Linked DNA regions of Sus scrofa: region 1 is linked to region 2. The links are chromatin contacts, called in public Hi-C maps. All regions are on one chromosome and are shown on one strand. Each heading gives the region's core, a stretch centred on a gene start, on an enhancer-like site or on the middle of the called end of the contact. The rest is flanking DNA. Distances are from core to core; before and after follow the strand shown. Region 1 holds the start of KIAA1324L (UPF0577 protein KIAA1324-like homolog). Region 2 holds the start of TMEM243 (transmembrane protein 243).

Region 1 (6,742 bases), core at 3,301-5,800, 150 kb before region 2:
CCAGTCAAAGAAGAACCTTCCATCCCTCTGATCCTCCATGTCCACCACTGTCAATTCTATCTTCTAACATCAGGCTCTCTTTTCCACCTTCGTTGCTACTCCTCCATTGAGGTCCTGTCATCCTTTACCTGGACTATTACAATTGCTCCTGGCAGGTCTCACCTCTTTCTATTTGCCACCCCTCTAACGTAACCTCCATAGTGTTGTCAAATTAAAGGCTATTTTATTCCTCCTAATTTTTAAATCTTTTCTATTGGTCCCCAGCACCGACCAAATGAAGGCCAGCTTCTTGGCATGAGAGAAGGTCCCCTATAATCAGACTTCTGCCTGCCTCTCAGACTCATCTCTCATGAAACTCCTCAGAGCAAGCAGCACTCTAGTCATGACCAGTGACAGCATAATGCTGTTGTGTGCTTCTGCCATTGCTGATCTGTGCTCTACACCAGAAATGTCTTTCCCCTAAACTAGCCTACACTCACATCTGACACCTGTCTGTGTAGCAAATTCCTACTCATCTTTCTGGTCTCACTCACTTCTTCTCCAGGGCCTTTTTTGATTCCATCCACTAGATTTATGGCTCTTTTCTTCTCTCCTGGCACCAAATCACTTCACCGCAATTGTCAGTTTATGTATCTCTCTCATCCTTACACAGTTAAATTTTATTTTTTTAATTTGTAATTTCACATCAGCTGACATTTCGCCAGCACACAGTTTAAACTCAATAACTGTGAAATAGAAGCTGTTGGCAAAACAGTCATCATTCAATCAAGAATCAGAGACCAGGAGAATCGTATTATGTAGGATCTTAGAGCAGTGAACTAAAATCAAGCCACTTCGTGATTTAATTTTCCAAATTTAAATAATGCATACATGATCCACTTAGTTCTGTTCTTTTTATGCATTTTTATCTCATGCACTCTGTCTTCTAATACTTTATTCCAGCTCTGAATCATCTGTTGGCCTTTACCTTTTTTCCCTCTGGCAGCCCTATTAGGTCCTATTATTCAATGAGTCAAAAATTCCATTCAACTCTTGGATAAGCCTATCCTCTGAACTCTGAAGGCTCACAATAGACACTTCCAGAAATATCAGGATCTAGGTCTACTAATCTAGCAATCACCACCTCTCACGTATTTATATAGCTTTTTCCCTTTCACTCATATTCCTTCTCATCCTCACAATAAATATAGGCAGGTCCCTTTTATAACTATCATCTTATAAGTGAAAAATAGATACTAAGAAAGCCAGAGGATATTTACCCTTCATAAACTCCCCCATAAAAAGTCTACAGAAAATTAATTCTATACTTTCTGATTTCCAGTCTTTTTTTTTTTTTAATTTCAACACCATTTCCCAAAGCTACATCCTATTATTGTCCTTAGACTGCTGGTACAAAGACTGTACTTTTAATGCTGTCTCCCCTTCCTGTGTGCTTGAGTGTCCACCCTGCTGACTGGATCCTGAACTGAACATTCCAAAGTAATCATTTTTCTCCCCTTTTATGGTCCATAGTCCAATGATTTTGACAAAGGAAGTTGTATTATGAGTTTCACTCCCAAGTCCCAGCCTCAGCAAAGAACATTAAGTGAAACTTTATCTCAGTTGTCTTTCAGAAGAGCTGTTTTTTTTGTTTTGCTTTTTTTCTTCTGAACTCAAGTAATCATAATTAGATCACTCCCATGCCAATTTTCTCTGCTTCTCCTCCTCTTCCTGGTGCAGCTTTTCTCCAAAATCAGACAAGGAAAATGACAGCCTGTGTAACTTAGTTACACTTAACTACTTTATAAAAATGTTGATAAGTGAGGATGAAACTACCGGGGAAAATGAGGCATAGAAGACCTGCAGATTTCCCCTTCAACATTCTCTCCTGTTATCAAGAGTTAGCTTTAGTTTCCAGCCTCAGACCCCCTCACTTTCACAGCTCTCACTGCCCTCCCCACAAAGTGGTAATGAAGAGTAGAAAGAGATAAACATGCAGGAGTGCCCACAAAATAGTTACTTTAACAATGTCTTTGTTCATGGGAGTTTGGCCCATAGCCCTGTCTCAGAGAAAGCCCTCTACATATCCATAAGCATAAGCAGACCCTCCCCCTCAAAGCCTGAAAAATAACCTCCTCTTCTCAATGTTCTCTTGAAAACAATGTCAGAGGAAAACAATGATCAATTCCATAAATTAATTCAGCTAGTTAGACCAGATGCCAAGGAGCAGATACAGCTCCACCCCCACTCGAAAGACCACTTGGCCCCTCTGATGTCCAAAGGAACCTCCAACTCCCAGTCAATCATCCTACAAGTGTTTGTCAGGCACCAGGAAGAATATAAATGGACCTGCGCATCACCATTTCTAAAAACACGACTAGCCACAGGCAGGCCCAGGAGCATTCTCCTAAATATTTTATTTCTATAAATTAAGGCTTGAAACCTCAAGAAATTGAGTCACATGCAATTTCTAAAGTCAGTACAATTAAGTGAACACAGCCTTCCTGAATCAGCCATCATCTCCTTGCCTCTGGTTTCAGTATTTCTGCCCTAGATTTCAGACTCTTACTCCATTCTGTCTGGGTATACATGTGTCGAACATGTGACCATATCAAGGATCAGTCTAGCTGTAACATTACCTCCACTGGCCCTGACTTAGGCCTGTTTCGAGTCTTCATTACTAAGAATTAATTTTACAAGAATCTTAAGACTTTCCACTTCAGGGAAAAAAAAAAAAAAAAAAAAAAAAACCACAGGTTTCGCATATTGGGATTGGAGGCAGGATGCAAGGTTTTAAGTTTATCCTGCTACAAGTGTATCATCCGAAGATGCCCAAGAAGGAGCTTTCTGTGAAAATATGGAATGGACTATTCCCAGGTGACAGGAGAACACAGATTAAACAACTGATTAGACTAATAAACTCTGAAACTAAACACAGCTGTTCGTTGAGATCCTGCCCTGATTTCCCCAGTTACAACACTACTGTGTGCTCACACACGTGCCTTTGATCTGATTTTTTCATTTCAGTTTCTCTTGGGACTGGGATGGTGGGAGAGAAAGGTTGAAATCCATGGAGGATGTCTAGACACAGACATTCTATAAATCAAGCCTGAGTAAAATTCCAAAGTGACACAAAAAAAACAAGGTCTGGTCTTTCTTCCCAGAGGGGCTATTGGCTAACCCACTTTTGCTACAGCAATTAAAATGACCCATCACCCTGATTCCTAGCAATCTTACTAAAAACGGTATCTATTCCTCATATCCTCCTCAATGTAATCACTCAAAGTAGGTCAGAAATGGTGCTTCCTTCCCCACATTGATTTTCATTAAGAGGATACACTTTCTGGAACACTAAAGGGAAAGACAAACATCCTATGCAAGCACCAGATGACACCCCCTATAAATTTTTCGCACAGCCAGTCCAGTTCCCCTAAAAGCAGAAGTAAAATCTCATCCCCCCATAATTTATCATTTTGGCTCTCAATAATAATCTCAAACTTTAAAATACACAGCGGCAATGCTTCAACCAGGTGATGCATATGCACTCTACTCCTTCTACCAAAAGGAGCATATGCACTCAGTCTTTTCTAATTTCCTAGATCACCAACCCACCTCTTCCCTAAGTGCACAGTTTTTTTCTTCCTACTTCACATCCATGTTTTGGCAGAAGGATGCCAAGTGACACCACACACTGGCTTAGCAAGTCCCTGGGGCCTTATCAGCAAGCTGAGTGCAGAGGAGTAGGAAGAAGTGGTCTGTAGATACTGGGGAGTGGAGGGAGGGGGAGGGGGAGTGAAGAAAGGGGGAGGGAGGGACTGGGAAGCCTGGGGGGGGGGGTCTTAGCTGGCTTCTGGAAAAGCTGTGAAGAGATGGGTCTCCAAGGGGCTTCCCCAGTCCCCTCCCCTTTCTGAAAGCTCTCTCAGCCCCAGGTCCCTCAAGCTTGACACTCTAAGAGGATGCCGCAAAGTCCTTCAGAGCCCTCAAAACACTGGAGCGCGAAAAGCATCCCCCCAGCGACAGCAGAGCCTCACACCCTCTCGGCCAGCTTCCCGAGGCGGCAACTTCAGTCCTGGAAACCAATGAAAAGCCCTTTCCTCCAGGGAAGGAAAGAGGCGTCCGCAGAGAGCCATAAACCAGCACAACCCTCACTCCTCTTCTCCCTCTCCCTCCTCCCCCGCAAACTCCAGGTAAAAGACCAGGTGCGACTCACCTCCAAGCAAGGAGGAAGCGGGCGGCCGGAGGAGGAGGAGGGCAGGTCCCCAGCCCAGGCCGCCTGGCAGCCGGCGAGCGCCCAACAGCAGATCCAGGCGGGGCTCCAAGGCTGTAGGAGCCCGCAGTGGGGAGACCCGGCCCGCCGCCCCCGGCCCCTCCCCCGCGCCGGCCCCTGGCCGAGGAGCATCTCTGTCCCGCTGCGGGCGGTCAGCTGGCAGGCTGGAAGGCAGCCTCCCCGGGTGGGGCGCGCTCCGGCTCCCGGGCCGCGAGGGCTGCGCGCTCTGCTGGCCAGTCGCTCGGCCCCTGCCGGTCGGCCAGCTGACAGCTCGCCCGCGCTCGCCGCCCCGGCGGCCGGCGCCGGTGCTCCCGTCACGCCGGAGGGAGGGACCGCAGGGCGCGGGCGCGGCGCGGGGGCGGGACGCGGGGCGGGGACGCGGGAGCCGGGGAGCAGGTGGTGCGGGCGGGGCGGGGCGGGGCGGGGCGGGAAGCGGGCGGCCCAGCCCCGCGGGTCGTGGGGGGTTGCGCGGCCGCTGGGGACGCGAGCCTCAATAGGCGGTGAAGGGCGAGAGAGGCCGGGGTGTCCCCATAGTGTCTCCCACCCCCAGTTCCCTTGGCCCACGGGGAGGGACGCTTCGGGGGGATGGGGGGAGCCAGAGTAAAATCCAGGACATAGGGACATTATTTTCCGGCGGCTCTTTAAAATCTTCTTACTTCGCGCGTCACACAGATGCGCGCCAGGAGCATCCCTTCCTAAGGATCCAAGCTGGCGGGTGTTAGATCGAATTTTGGAGTTATTAGGATTTGCATGAAATGGCGGGGGACGGGGGAAATGAAATAAAAGTGCAGTTTGTGACTTAGTTTTCTCACCGATTAGATGAAAATAATTAAAATACCTAACCCATAAGGTTGTTGTGAGGACTATATACATCAATGCTCAAAATCACTTGAAGAGTGCCTAGCGAGGAGGGAAGCGGTACGTGCTGGAAGTACTAGTAGCCCTAATTATTGCTGCTGGTGGTGTTCCTTCCTGGGGACAACGTGTAACCTTGGGCAAGTAAGCCCTTTTGTTTTGGAGGAAGCGGTTTCTCCATCTGTATAATGACTAGAGTGTAGTTCTTTTCTCTTTCACTTAAAAGTATACTGAACTGGGTGGTGGGCACCAAGTGGTGAGCAAGATGAACACTGTCACTGTCGGGGATCTCAAGGGCCCTTTCATTCGTGCAAAATTCTGTGAATGTGCTAGTTATCCTGTAGTTCAGCAGGAGCACCCAAATTTCCGATAACCGAGCACCTGGAGAAATCTGCTTGGCAGACTCAATATAACTTGAATTTATCTGTGGCACTGTCCTTAATGTGCTTTTTAATAAAGATTTCCACAAGACATGTCAAAGTCCTCCCTTCCTCTCTCTCCCCTCTGTCTCCTGTGTATGTGTTAGTGTGTGTTCTGAGTGTAACAGTAATTCATGTTTAGTGTAAATACTTTGGAAAATACTGAAGACTATTAGAAAAATATAAAAATCACTAGGGATCCTACCACCAAGAGACATTATTAATGGTATTAGCATCTTGAGGACTTTCCTTCCTGGTACTTAATTGTGTGTGTACTGCAAATCTGGAATTATAATTTGTAACCTGCTTTTATTTTTTCCTTAACATGAATATTTTTCAAGCCATGAAAGTCTGACAGCACAGCTTAAGTAATGTATTCTACTGTTTGGATATATGTAACTTACTATTGGATATCAGGCACTGTTTCTCAAGTATTCAATATTATTAATAATTCAGAATGAATGCCCTAGTACATAATCTGCGCACACATATCTCCTTTTAATTTTCTATGATGTCTCTCTAGAATGGAAATAATTGAATTACATACTATGTGCATTTTTAAAGTTTGATTTATAGTGCACAAATTCCTTTAAAATATTTATGTTAATTTTTATCAGCAGTTTATTATGGGTATTTATTTCATAGCATTCTAGAGTATAATACCTCGGATATTTGCTATTCTGGTAGAAGAGGAAAATGCTATTTTATTATTATTTTTTAAACCTACATTATTTTTATAATTAGTAATGTCACTGAACTCAGGTTTGGCTACTTATCACTCCAAAGCCAATACTTGAGAGGCAGTGTTGGTCTAAACAAAGGGTTGCTTTAATCAGAAGCCTGGCAACCTGAGGAGAAGGCAGACTCCTGTCCCAGAACCAATTCCCCAGATTCTGCTCAGCCATGATAGTTTCTAAAGAGAAAGAAGGGAAAGAATCTTCTGGGAGTTGAGAGCTAGTTATTCTTTAACTCCTTAATTCTTCATTCTTACTTCTTTTAATCTGGGAAAAGAATCAGCAGGTTAGACCAAGTATGGTTTGCATTCAGTAGTTAGAAGTTAAGTTAAATTGCCTAGTGATCTCATTTCTATAATCAGGTTCTTTTAGGGCTAGAGGGTAATGAGAATGGGCAGATAGGGAAGGGGCAAAAGAGCTGTTTTCAGTAACAGTAATTTTTCACATATGTTTACAGGCTATATATTTCCTTCTCTTGTCAATGTGTG
Region 2 (7,049 bases), core at 3,654-6,153:
CACAACATTGTAAATCAACTACACTTCAATAAAAAGAAAAGAAAAATGTTTCACAAACAGGGCCACAAAACCAACATAACTCACTTGCTTTAAGAACTGCACTGTCCAATACAGTAGGACCAGCTATGGATGGAAACTGAGCACCTGAAATGCGGCTAGTCTGAATTAAGATGGGCTACTAAGTGAAAATACACCCTGGATTACAAAGGCTTAGTACAAATAAAAGAATTCACACTAATTACATACTGAAATGATCGTATTTGATTACATATTGAAGTGATAGTATTTTGGATGTATGGAAATTAAATAAAGTACATTATTAAAATTAACTGCATCCATGTATACTTTTAAAATATATAGCTACTATGACATTTAAAATCATCTAAGTGGCTCACATTACATTTCTATAGATATTGCTCCTTCAGAAAATACTAAGCAACACCACAGGCTCAGAAACCTCAGGTACAACGTATTATTGTGGCACCGATGCCACCATTTGTTTTTCCTCTCAAAGAGATGTAGTACATCCCACAACTGGGGATAGATAAAAGCAGATGAGAAAAGCAACTGGATACTCTGACCAGGATTGATAAGATGGCTCATCTAGCAATATGTAATTCCAAAGATTTCAAGGAAGGAAGAGCTTCCCCTTTTTCTTCTATTATTCCTTAGATGGTTATGCAACGATGGAAAACTGTTTTGCTTTGCCTTTTACTCCGTGGCTGTATCTGCAATGTTATTCCTAAACAACATGCTAAAGAAATAGCAAAAAGACAAAAAAAAAAAAAAAAAATTTTAACAACCTCAAGGTCCACCAATAGATGAATGAATAAAGAAGATGTGGGTCATATTTACAATGGAATACTACTCAGCCATAAAAAAGAATGAAATAATGCCATTTGCAGCAACATGGAGACAACTAAAGATTCTCATACTAAGTCAAAAAGAGAAAGACAAATACCATACAATATCACTTATATGTGGAATCTAAATTATGGCACAAAAGAACCTATTTGTGAAACAGAAATACAGACCTAGAGAACAAACTGTGGTTGCTAAGGGAGAAGGGTTTGGAGGAGGGATGACTGGGAGGTTGGGGTGAGCAGATGTAAGCTATGATACAGGAGGGGACAAACAACAAGGCCCTACTGTTTAGCACAGAGAACTATATTCAATGTCCTATGATGATAATGGAAAAGAACATTTTTTTAAAAAGGTGTATGTATGTATAACTGAATCACTCTGCTGTACAGTAGAAATTAACACATTGCAAATCAATAATACTTCAATAAAAAACTAAAATAAAATTGAGGGACTATGATAAATCTTTAAAAGGCAAGTATGATTACTAAAAGCTCAGAAGATCCCTCAGACTAGGACAGGAAGTGGGCTTTTCTGGATTGTCTCCTCAGAAGCATAGTCTGTTCATATTGTTTCCACTGTAAGGTGGCTGTTGTGTCCAGCTTCCTGGTGTCTGAAATGGAGCATACTGGGAACACACTCACACAGGGCCAGTGAAGGGTCTCCCAGGGTCCCCATCCTGCCCTGGCAGTGACTGTTCCATGGAAATAGCTCCAATGCAGTGTGTCGTACTCTTTCACTATTGAAGCCCCATTCCTGTGTCTTGCCCACTTTAGGTCCCCAAATAAAATCATTTCCTATCACAAAAGACAATGCCTCTCCTTTAGATCTGCCACCTCAGTTCATACAAAACATGATAAGATCTCAGATCAGAGGTCTCCTTTCTCCATTCTGCACAATTTCTCTACATCCAATCATTCTGTTAGGCTCGCAGAGGAAGCTAAAGGGAGCAATTCTGAGAAATATGGAAATATATATTATTATTTTTTTTTTCTTCTTAGTAGTTGATTTTATTGTTATGAGGCCTAGAATGGCCTAGTAATGCTGGGGGTGTATACTCTTGGATTAAATAATAAGCAACCAACAGGGATATACCTGCAATAGTCAAGTTCTCAGATGGGTTTCAGTTGGATCAGAAGCAATAGGAAATATAGTCAGTGACCATTTCAGCCCAAGTGAGTTGGAAAACATCACTAAGTGTCTCTCTAAATCAACAAGTTCCTTTCCAAGCCATCGACCTCAGTACTCAGAGGTTAAAGGCGGTGAGAGGTTTCCGTCATCCAGAACCCCAATCTGTGCACCATAGTATACAGGGGAGACAGAGAACCTCTTCGCTCTCAGGACAGCTGGGCAGCCAGGTGTCCTAGATCCTACCCCTTCAAGCAGCATGCTGCCTCTCCTCTCCAGGTCCCAAATCCTCTTCTAGTCAAACCCCAATTTAGGGGCATTCATATCTGAAAGCCAAAGGCTACCAGACACTCTGAATGGAGAATCCGTCCTCTCAGACCTTTCCCCAGCTTACCAAAGTGAGCACTTTCTCTTCGGTACTCCAACATGCCCCCCTACGCCCCTGTTCTAGCACAGATCCAACTGCATCACACTTGCTTACATATTCCCCCAACTACCTGGACTCCCTGGACCCCCTGGGCCTATCACATAATGCTCAATATGTTTGCAGAAATAGGGCTATCTATCTACTGGACCAGAGCCAGGCTTCTCAAACCAGGTGCACTGGGGGCGGGGATTACGCAAAGCCACAGAATAAACAAGGAGCATCAAGCTTAAAACATTTTCTCAAAACAACACTTTGAAAACAAAAAAAAAATCCAGAGTTCCCGTTGTGGCACAGTGGTTAACGAATCTGACTAGGAACCATGAGGTTGCAGGTTCAATCCCTGGTCTTGCTCAGTGGGTTAAGAATCTGGCGTTGCCGTGAGCTGTAGTGTAGGTTGCAGACTCAGCTCGGATCTCCTGTTGCTGTGGTGTAGGCCGGTGGCTACAGCTCCGATTGGACCCCTAGCCTAGGAACCTCCATATGCTGCGGGAGCGGCCCTAGAAAAAGAAAAAAGACAAAAAAAAAAAAAAAAAAGAAAAGAAAAAAGAAAAAAAAATCCACATGTAATTTTAAAATAACAATAAAGTAGTAGTCTCCTGGCAGCTTCCAAATTCAGGGTTCCGCTCCAGGCTGTCTGGTGCACAAGTTCCCTATCCTTTCTCCTAAAGAGGTCCCTGCCAGAGCCCAGAAACCCAAGAAGTTCCGGACTCCATATGTGCCCTCCTTTTTGAGAGCCTGAAAGCACTTTGTCAGGGGTCAAAAATCACCAATGCCACTTTCTGAGTGGGGGGAAAACAAAAAACAAAAATACCTGAACAGGCTTATCTTGCCCCAATGACACAAAAAGTTAATGCCGGGGACAGGAAAGTAGCTCTCTTCAATTCCTGGCCCAGGACATCACATGATTAAGCTTGTAAGAAGACGTGATACTTTTTAAAAGCCTAAAATAACATACTATTAGCTTGTTTGGGTCTGAGACCCTTTGATCACTTCCTGTAATGGAGCCCCATCAAAGAAATCCCATTTCACGCCTGTCCTCTTCTCTGCCAGGCTGCCTCAGCAGTAAACCCTTAAGGCTTCTACATAAACACAATCAGAAGCACCTCTCCAGGGCTCTTACAGAGGCCTCAGGCGCAAATGTGAAGCCTCTCAGAAGAGCAGCACTCCACCTGCACGGCGGATGTGCAAACACCCAACTACCTGCCCGGGGGGCGGGCCGCTTCCGCACACCCAAGAAGCACACCCATCCCCCCACCGTGCCCCGCACAGACGAGAACTTTCTAAACTTTTCTCCACCCCAGCCCTCAAGGCTCTTGCGCAACCCTGTCCCAAAGGAGGCGAGGAACAGAGCAAGTACCTAGAGAGGGACTGAACTGATGTTGAAGAATCAGCAGCTCTTTTCTTGCTACAAGTGCCTTCAGGGGCCGCAGAACGTCCCAGAAAGGCTCCAGGCCGGAGGGCGGACAGACACAGACACAGGCACCCAGGCCGCACTCACCTTGGCCGACGTCTCTCCGAACAGAGGTCTGTTGTCCAGGCCACTGGTGCCGTAGGTCCTGGTAGAAAAGTCCTCCATTTTAGGGTTTATTCGCTGTCCCCAAGGCACTCAAAGCCGAACCAGCATTGCCTCCCGAAGTCCCGGGTCCACGAGTCGCAGTCACCGAGCGCTCATTGCCGAAGCCCAGGGGGCCGCAGTCCCGGCGGCGGCGGGGGTGGGCGCTCAGACCCACGGGATAAGGCAGCTCAGCCTGAGCCCCGCTCCGCTCTTCATCTTCAGCAGCTGCCGCAGGAAGTGAAAGGAAACAAACACCGCGTGGCCGACGGGCCAGCCTCCCCGCCCCGCCCGCTTCCCCAAATCTCAGCCCAGGGTCAGCCTGGCTCGTGCCGCAGCGGGCGGAGCGAATGGGCTTCCCCGGGCTACCCGCTTCTCTTTCTTCGCCACCCCTCCCAGTGGCACGGTAATTTCCCGTGCTTTCTAAATGTTCCCGTGAGCACGTACCTCTTCAGGCTCAGCGGGGGAAAAAAGTTTTTCTGGGAGAAACCCTTACAAGCCCTCCGCCCCGCCCCAACCCTCTCTCCCCAACTGCCGGAGAAGTGAAGCTGCGGGAGCAGAGCCCAGGGCTCTGCGTCCCCTCCCGCAGCGCTGCGCGTTCAGATCGCGGCAGCGCGGAGCGATTCGGATCCCCGCTCGAGGATTGCATGTACCCGCGGGCCGGCGCGCTCCCCTCGCGCTTTCGGAGCAGGAGGAGGGGATCCCACCTTGGCCCGGCTCAAATGGGCCACTCTCTCGGATCCGCCTTGCGCCGGCAGGCCAAACCTCGGCGTCCCTGCCGCCCGCACGCTGGGGAGTCCTGGCCGCGCGGGAAAGCACGGGTCCCTGTCCACGCCCGCGCGGAAACTCCGTACCGAGGCGTCGGCGGGAAAGTGACCGGCCCGGCCCGCGGAGAGCGGACGTGCGGCTCCCCTGGCCGGGACCCCAAGGCCACTGTCGCAAACCGACTTGGCCCGCCCAGGCCACGTCACGGCCCAGGCCACCAATCCCGCGTGCCAAGACGCCGCATTGGCCGCGGAGCTTTATTTCTAGTGGTGCCAGTTCATTCCCCGCCGGCCCGCTTATCTCCTCGGCTCCCAGTTTCTCAGCCTCTTAGTAATTAGCGCCTGCGCGACCCACGTGGGCAAAGCACATTTCGGAAGATAGCCTTGCACTGGGCTGAAAGCGTCTCAAAAACAACCGGCCTGCTTTAACCACCTCAGTCTTTTCACAACTAGGACGGAAAGGGGATCGCTGATAAATATGGTTTAGGGTTGTTTGTATGTTTGTTTTGTGAGAGGGAACCTGTGTCGTGGAGACAAACGGTCGAGGAGTAATGCTTCTTTCAGTAATGCTTGTCCACTCATCCTGCTGGTTATAATGCCAACTAAGCACAGGTGCAGACAGTCAGCCTCTTCTTCTACCTCCTAGGCAACATAGCGTCCCTCTGGATTTGGGGGCGTTTATAGTACTGGGAAACAAATGCAACTATGCTAGGTTGCTTGGACAATACAACTCCTACATTGAGAAGAGCTCTGACTTCGTTTGTGTGCAGGAAGAGACCATGTTGGAACAGTGGAGCCATGTAACACTTGGAATCCAAGCAAAGATTCTCGGTGGTTCCTCTAGAGTTTAGGACAACGGATTAGGACAAGGGATGGACGGAGAACCACAGAGCTATAGGTTTGAAATTTACAACACTGGATATAAATGGGTATGGTGTATATATCTAATCTAGCAGTTATGTATTTTATAAATGATCTTCTCTTTGGGACTTTTTGTTCTAAGAGGAATGCTGCACAATCTTGCACCATCTCTATTAGCAGTTTGGCCCAATAAATAATTTTATTCATTCACTGTGCAGCACATTTACTGCACATTTACAGATACTTTTTGAGCACAGGCTATGTATCAGGCAACCGCCAGAGTTTTAAAGTAATCCAGGAGTTCCCATTGTGGCTCAGTGGTTAACGAATCCGAGTAAGAACCATGAGGTTGTGGGTTCGATCCCTGGCCTTGCTCAGTGGGTTAAGGATTCAGCATTGCCGTGAGCTGTGGTGTAGGTCACAGATGCGGCTCAGATCCTGCGCTGCTCTGGCTCTGGTATAGGCCCGCAGCTACAGCTCCCATTAGACCCCTAGCCTATGCTGTGAGTTTGACCCTAGAAAAGACAAAAAAAAAAAAAGTAATCCAGAGAGGTGCCTGCCTGCTTGCATCTCTCACAAGTGTCCTATCTTTATAAATCTTTTTCTTGCCATAAATAAATAAATAAATAAATAAAGTGATCCAGAGACAGCCAAGGTCACATTGTTGAGTTTGGAGCAGCAGATGCAGACATGTGATTACAATACAGAGAAAGGAGAAGGTACAGTGGCATGACCAGCAGCACAAGCTCTGAGGTTGATCACATCTGCCCTCAAACCCTGATGCCCCCACCATCTACAAACTATGTGATCTTGGGAAAGTAATCTAACCTCTCTTGAGCGCCTTCCTGTGTAAAAAGTGAAGATGAGGAGTTCCCTGGTGGCCTAGTGTTTAAGGATCTGGAGTTGTCACTGCTATGGCTCAGGTCACTGCTGTGACTCAAGTTCAATCCCTGGCCCAGGAACTTCTGCATGCAGCTGGCGTGGCCAAAAAAAAGTGAAGATGATAATGATAGATGAAACTAGATTATCTAACTTTAACCAATTTCTTTTAAAAAATTAATCTAATAGAGATGCTTTAAGACACCTACCAAGGAAGTATCCAAATGGTAGTTGTCCTAAGTGGTAATGAGTGATGTGATCTGGACTCTATGGGGGGTGCTGTGGGGTTCATGGGAGGGCACCCACCAGATTCAGGTGACAGGGACAACTTCCCTTGGGGAGACTTCTAAATCAAAACCCCAAAGCGGGGTATAAGTTAGCCAAGGTGGAAAGGAGAGTCAAGAAGACAGGCGGGAAAGATCAGATATTTGTGTTGGGTGCAAATGAGGAGGAAGGGGAGTCTTGGATAATGAAGCTCTCACTCTTCAGTTGCTTATTCTCTTGTCTCATCAATTTTCAGAGCCTCTGTGCCATTGTTTTTCCTAAAAACCAGCTTCCTCATGACTACTACTCACCC

What was found. Hi-C and Micro-C count contacts between places; a contact is called where the count stands out from the background.
Region 1: a Hi-C map of skeletal muscle shows a contact between it and region 2, with 4 times the contacts expected there. The contact joins the promoter of KIAA1324L here to the promoter of TMEM243 in region 2. A contact is called at or near these places in 8 of 47 Hi-C or Micro-C datasets (alveolar macrophages, embryonic fibroblasts, epiblast stem cells and 5 more).

What each region holds. Positions count from the first base shown.
Region 1 is chr9:93,538,654-93,545,395 of Sscrofa11.1, reverse strand. KIAA1324L (UPF0577 protein KIAA1324-like homolog) reads right to left here and starts at 4,550. Exons shown (of 22, transcript XM_003130217.5): 1 at 4,190-4,550. The coding sequence starts at 4,378.
Region 2 is chr9:93,391,549-93,398,597 of Sscrofa11.1, reverse strand. TMEM243 (transmembrane protein 243) reads right to left here and starts at 4,903. Exons shown (of 5, transcript XM_005656707.3): 1 at 4,823-4,903; 2 at 3,915-4,196. The coding sequence starts at 3,992.